2 separate regions of the Podarcis muralis genome follow, and region 2 is linked to region 1. Evidence: chromatin contacts called from public Hi-C data. All regions are on one chromosome and are shown on one strand. Each heading gives the region's core, a stretch centred on a gene start, on an enhancer-like site or on the middle of the called end of the contact. The rest is flanking DNA. Distances are from core to core; before and after follow the strand shown.

Evidence for each region. A called contact is a pair of places that touch in the nucleus more often than the background predicts.
Region 2: a Hi-C map of tail shows a contact between it and region 1, with 4 times the contacts expected there. The contact joins the promoter of PGAP2 here to the promoter of RRM1 in region 1. A contact is called at or near these places in 2 of 3 Hi-C or Micro-C datasets (blood and tail).

Annotation. Positions count from the first base shown.
Region 1 is chr4:3,715,791-3,718,561 of rPodMur119.hap1.1, forward strand. RRM1 (ribonucleotide reductase catalytic subunit M1) reads right to left here and starts at 1,391. Exons shown (of 19, transcript XM_077926804.1): 1 at 1,261-1,391. The coding sequence starts at 1,279.
Region 2 is chr4:3,921,641-3,924,411 of rPodMur119.hap1.1, forward strand. It overlaps PGAP2 (post-GPI attachment to proteins 2), which reads right to left and starts at 1,390. Exons shown (of 6, transcript XM_028725512.2): 1 at 1,041-1,390. NUP98 (nucleoporin 98 and 96 precursor) reads left to right here and starts at 2,223. Exons shown (of 34, transcript XM_077928005.1): 1 at 2,223-2,521.

The sequences.
Region 1 (2,771 bases), core at 141-2,640:
CCCTTGCATCCCAAACGGCAATTTGGGGAGTGGTGATAATGTGAGGGGTGGCAAGGGGAGATGTAGCTGCACCCAACCTGGGCCAGAGGACACCACCCCAGGGTGCCTCTGGAGATGCTTCTCTCCAGAGCCTGCAAGGTGGCACCTCGGGGTGTCCTGGGCTGACCCTGGAGGAGTGGGGGGAGGGGGCGGTCTGGCAGGAACCAAGTGCTGCCTCACTCCTGGCATCAGCAAACCCACCACCACCACCCATGCCTCTGGGTGTGGTGCAGCAGAGAGACCAGGGTTCGAATCCCTCCTCAGCCACTGCCTCTCCGCCTAGCCTACTTTGCAGGGTTGGTGCGGGGATTAAAGGGGTGGGCGGGAGAACCGCCTTGCACACTGCCTTAAGTGCCATGGGAGGGGGGGGGAGGCAAGCTGGAGTTTTATTATTTTTATTATTATTACTACTACCAATTCATTTACACCTGCGACAGGGACCCAGGCAGTTAAAGTGAATGCAGCAAGGGAGCCTCCACGCCACCTCCAGACCCGCTTGCTGTTAATATGAGTTGTTGTTTTTGTTGTTGTTAAACTGACAATCTTGACCTTCTCCCACGCTACACACAAGGCGGCCAAAGAGGAGCAACAGCGGCAAATGGCAATAAAACGGCAAATGGTAATAATAACATTTCTTTTCCTGTTGGCTTTATACCCCACCCTTTACTTATTTTTTATTAGCTTTATTGCATTTTTTAAAACTACAGAGAAAGCATGAACTAAACATTACACCCAAATAAGAAAAAATAATAAGAAAAATACAGAAAAAGAAAAACGGGGGGAAATAATAAATGAAAAAGAATTAGTCAAGTATTGTTCTGTATTCATTTATTAAAATCAGGGTTTCCCCCCCCCCCCATTATACCTGTGTGATTAAGCACAGCCAAAGTATTGTTTTTGGAACCGTATTTTGCCGGGTAGTTTTTTTAAAGCAATCCCATTCGTGTTTTTTTACCTTGTCGCCTGAGTGATCTCTTCTTAGTTCTGTCATTTTATCATGCCCTTTACTCAAAGACCCCAGAGAGAGAGAGAGAGAGTAATGGAAAACCCCCCCCCCCATCTCTTTCTCTCCTTTTATGGCGGGAATACTGGCCTTGGGTCGGGGCTCACAGTTCCTGGCCCTTCCGCCCCCCCCCCCACTTCTCCATACAAGGGGGGTTGGGGGGGGTAAAGGGGGCACAAAAAGTCTTTCCTCCCCTCACACACCCCTCCCCTCCTCACCTCTCTTGACCACGTGCATGGCGGCGGCCTCCTTCTCCTCCTCTCCCTTCTTCTTCCCTTCTTTCTCCTCAGGCGACCGACCTTCCGTCCTGGGGAACCGCGCGCGGGATGAGGGGGGTGGGACGCGTCAGCGGCGCCGGCAAAACGGCTCCTTCCCGCCAAGCGACGCTGGCCCCGCCGCGCCGCCGTAGCCACGCCCACGCCAGGACGCCGACGGAGCCATCTTGGAAGCTGGCACAGGTTTTCCCACTGCGCAGCGGCTGGGCCTGGGAAAGCGGAGGCGATGGGAGGCCCAGCCCTCCTTGCCCGGGACAAAGATGGCAGCGGCGGCGGCCTTTTCCCGCCTCTCTCTCTCTCTCAGGGGAGTCCAAGAGCGCGAAGAAACCTCACGGGAAAAGCGCCCTATTTTTTACTTCTCAATAGAAATTATTATACACAGCTGGATTGTAAATACATACATAAATATAAAAAACTCAAAGTGGTTTACCAATTTTTTTTTTAATAAATGTATTTCATTTCACGAATTTTTAAGTTCTATGAAGTGGGGCTGTGGATCTTGCAGTGTGATTCTTTTTTTAATGTAGAACAGTATGAAAGTGGAATATTATTAATACAGTTCTCCAGCAGCACCCAGTCCTGCAGGAAGCCCTCTCCACCATGAGGACTAGGACCTTGAGATTCACTCCCAGGGGGAAGAATGGCTGCTTGGCATGTGGGAATCCCCAGGGCAAAGGGCATCTCCAGGAAGGACTAGGAAGCCGCTCCCTGCCTTCAATAAGACTCATTTTCCCCACTTCTTCCATAAAACAACGTCCATTTATATATCGTAAAAGGAAAAAGAATTTTAAAAAGCCAACTCTCAAGACAGTTTAAAAAATGATAAACTGATCAAATCAGCCCTTGCCGATCAGAAGGTTGGCGGTTTGAATCCCCGTTATGGAGTGAGCTCCCGTTGCTCGGTCCCTGCTCCTGCCAACCTAGCAGTTCAAAAGCATGTCAAAGTGCAAGTAGATAAATAGGTACCACTCTGGCGGGAAGGCAAACGGCGTTTCCGTGCGCTGCTCTGGTTTGCCAGAAGTGGCTTAGTCCTGCTGGCCACATGACCCGGAAGCTGTACGCCGGCTCCCTCGGCCAATAAAGCAAGATGAGCGCCACAACCCCAGAGTCTGTCATGACTGGACCTAATGGTCAGGGGTCCCTTTACCTTTTAGAATGCAACAGTAACCATTTCCTGTAACTATCCAATCACTGAACGTCACTTTCAATCCCTTATTTGCATTTGTGGACCTGAACTATCTACAGTATCCCCCTGCTGGCCCAGGGTGAGAACTTCAGTACATAACAGACCATAACATCCTTCTGGACCGTCTTGAGGGGCTGGGAGCTGGGGGCACTGTCATACAGTGGTTCCGCTCCTTTCTCCTGGGCCGTGTTCAGAAAGTGGTGGGGGGGGATGAGTGTTCAGACCCCTGGGCTCTCACTTGTGGGGTGCCTCAGGGTTCTGTCCTCTC
Region 2 (2,771 bases), core at 140-2,639, 210 kb after region 1:
CAGGTTGCGTCCCGTGGTGACCCAGAAGTACCGGAAAGGGTTGCTTCCGGGTTTCACCATTCACACATGCGCAGATGCGCACAATGACGTCACGCGCATGTGCAGAAGGGTTGAATCATGACCCGCACATTGCGTTCTGCTCATGTTGCGAACAGGGCTCTGGAACGGATCCCGTTCGCAACCAGAGGTACCACTGTATATGGTTTTCAACATCATGATATACCACCAGCTACACATTGCAATAGGGACGCGGGTGGCGCTGTGGGTTAAATCACAGAGCCTAGGACTTGCTGATCAGAAGGTCGGTGGTTCGAATCCCTGCAACAGGGTGAGCTCCCGTTGCTCGGTCCCAGCTCCTGCCCACCTAGCAGTTCAAAAGGACGTCAAAGTGCAAGTAGATAAATAGGTACCACTCTGGCGGGAAGGCAAACGGTGTTTCCGTGCGCTGCTCTGGTTCGCCAGAAGCGGCTTAGTCATGCCAGCCACATGACCTGGAAGCTGTACGCCGGCTCCCTCGGCCAATAAAGCGAGATTAGCGCCGCAACACCAGAGTTGTCCGTAACTGGACCTAATGGTCTGGGGTCCCTTTATCTTTACACATTGCAATAGGTCACGGTGCCTGAAATAAGGATGGAGCCAAATGGAGGCATTGGCTGGCTGAGGGCCCCCCCCCCCCACTGTGTTTTTTTTGCATAGCACACATCGTGATTTCTAATATATTGCCAGGTCAGAAATGATGAAATGGTGATGACGATAGGGACTGGTCTGGGGCGACCTATGGCTCTATCGCCCGGGTCCTAGTGGAGCCCTTGGGCCTGATCCAGCAGCTGCTCTCCTCGTGCCCGCCTGCTCCCAGGTGGAGGTTTGCCGCCTCCCGAGGCAGCTGGCGGGAGGGCCGGCCCTGAATCCCCCGCTGCGGGAAGGAGGACACTTTCGGGAAGCCGGCCTTCGGGGTTAGAAAGCGGGCCGCTGCCCCGGCGGGACCCCCTCCGACCCTGCCCCGCATCTCCCTCTCGCCCGCCCGCCCGTGTCGCCGTTACCTCCGAGGGGAGCTTCGGGATGGAGCGCTCCGGAGCGGCGCCTTCGGCTGCCTCGGAAGGGACCGGGAGACCTTCCCTCCTCGCTTCTGAGGGGAGAAGGGAGGAGAGGAGGGCCAAGGCGAAGCCGCGGCGCCCGCCTGCCTCCCGCCCTTTGCCCGCCCAGGCAGGCCCCAGTGGGAGGCCGCGCGGCCTCCGACAGACCCGCCCCGGCGCCGGCCGCCTTCCAGGCGCTTCTCTCCCTCCAAACGGAGGGCGGCGGCGGCAGCTCCCCCGCGACCGCCTGGCTCCCCTTTAGATGCACTCTGCACATGCTCGGGGGCCTTAGACCAGGGGGGAGCGTCGCCTCCACCTCCTGAGGAGGTTAACGTGTCTCCTTCGAACTGGGCACCCCCCCCCCCCCAGCCTGGGCTTTTATGAGGGCCAGGTTTTCTCCTCAGCGTGGGGGCTTTTCGTAGCCCCCCCAACGGGCCTGGCGAAGCGCCCTTTTTCTCTCCCCCCTCGCGAACTACGACTCCCGTCATCCCGTCGCGAGGGCCGCGCTGGCAGGGGCCGATGGGAGTTGTAGTCTGAGGGGGGGGGCGGTTTCACCGCGGCTTTTTGTTGGCGGCGCCCTTCAGCGGCTCAGGCCCGGCTTTGTTTCTGGGACAATGGCAGGAGCCCACTGCGCTCGCTTACTCCGCAGTAGCCCCCATTGGTTTCAATGGGGCCGACTCCCGGGCAAGGATCGTGCCGCCCATTATTCATTTCTTAACCCGGCGCTTTCGGTTTGCCACCCTCTCGAGGGGTTGCTATGGAAACCCGAGGGCGATCCTGATTGGCTCCTCCCCGTTTCAAAACCGCCACCGCACTTCCTCGTGGCCCGGATGTTCGTTGCCGCCACCCAGCAACAAGCCCCAGCCGGCCTCTCAGCCAATCGGCTGCTTTTCTGCCTCTTGCGGCTGACGTCAGAGAATGCGAGCGGCGCGAAGGGTGAGGGGGGGGGAGAGAGATACAGGCGGTCAGGACCGGACTGCGCCGGCTCGTGGCGCAGCTACGCTTTCGGAGCCACCGTTCGACCAATAGGAGCCCAGCGCGGAGTTGACGGCCTCGGCGCACGGCCGTGCGACGCAACGACGCCTTCCGAGGAAGGATCAGCCAGCCAATAAGAGGGGCCGATCGCGCCAGGCGTCAGCGTGCGTGCGTGCGACGGACGTGCGTGTGTGACGCACTTATTTCCCCCCCTCAACTTCCCTCGGCGCTTCTCGACCTCTCGCGTGAGGCGACAGCAGCCAAGGCGGGTGTCTGTGGAGCTGCCGCCGCGGCCTCCTCCGTTCGTGGCGTGTACGGCCGAGGCGCCCACCCGAGCGAGCGAGCGGCGAGGCCCGAGCCGCCTTCCCGCGCTGAGGCTCCGGGGCGGAGGAGCGCGCGGCCCGCCCTCGTCTCCAGGCCCAGGCCAGGCTCGGGTGAAGCCCCGCCGGGGCCCCGGAGGATTCTGGGAAAGGGTGAGTGGCGCCCGGGAGGTGGGAGGGGCTGGGGGGCGAGCGGGGTCTTTGTGCAGCGCCGAGCGCACGAGAGTGACGTAGAAGAAGCCCCTTCTGTGGTTGCGGGGCTTGTGGGTCGCTTGCAGGGATCCGCTAGTGTGTTGTTAGCATTGTATTGATATCCCGCCTTTTTCCCTGTCGGGGGCTCAAGGAGTGGCTTACTGCTAGAACAGAAACAGTTAAAAACCGAGGGGAGAAAAAAACCACCCAA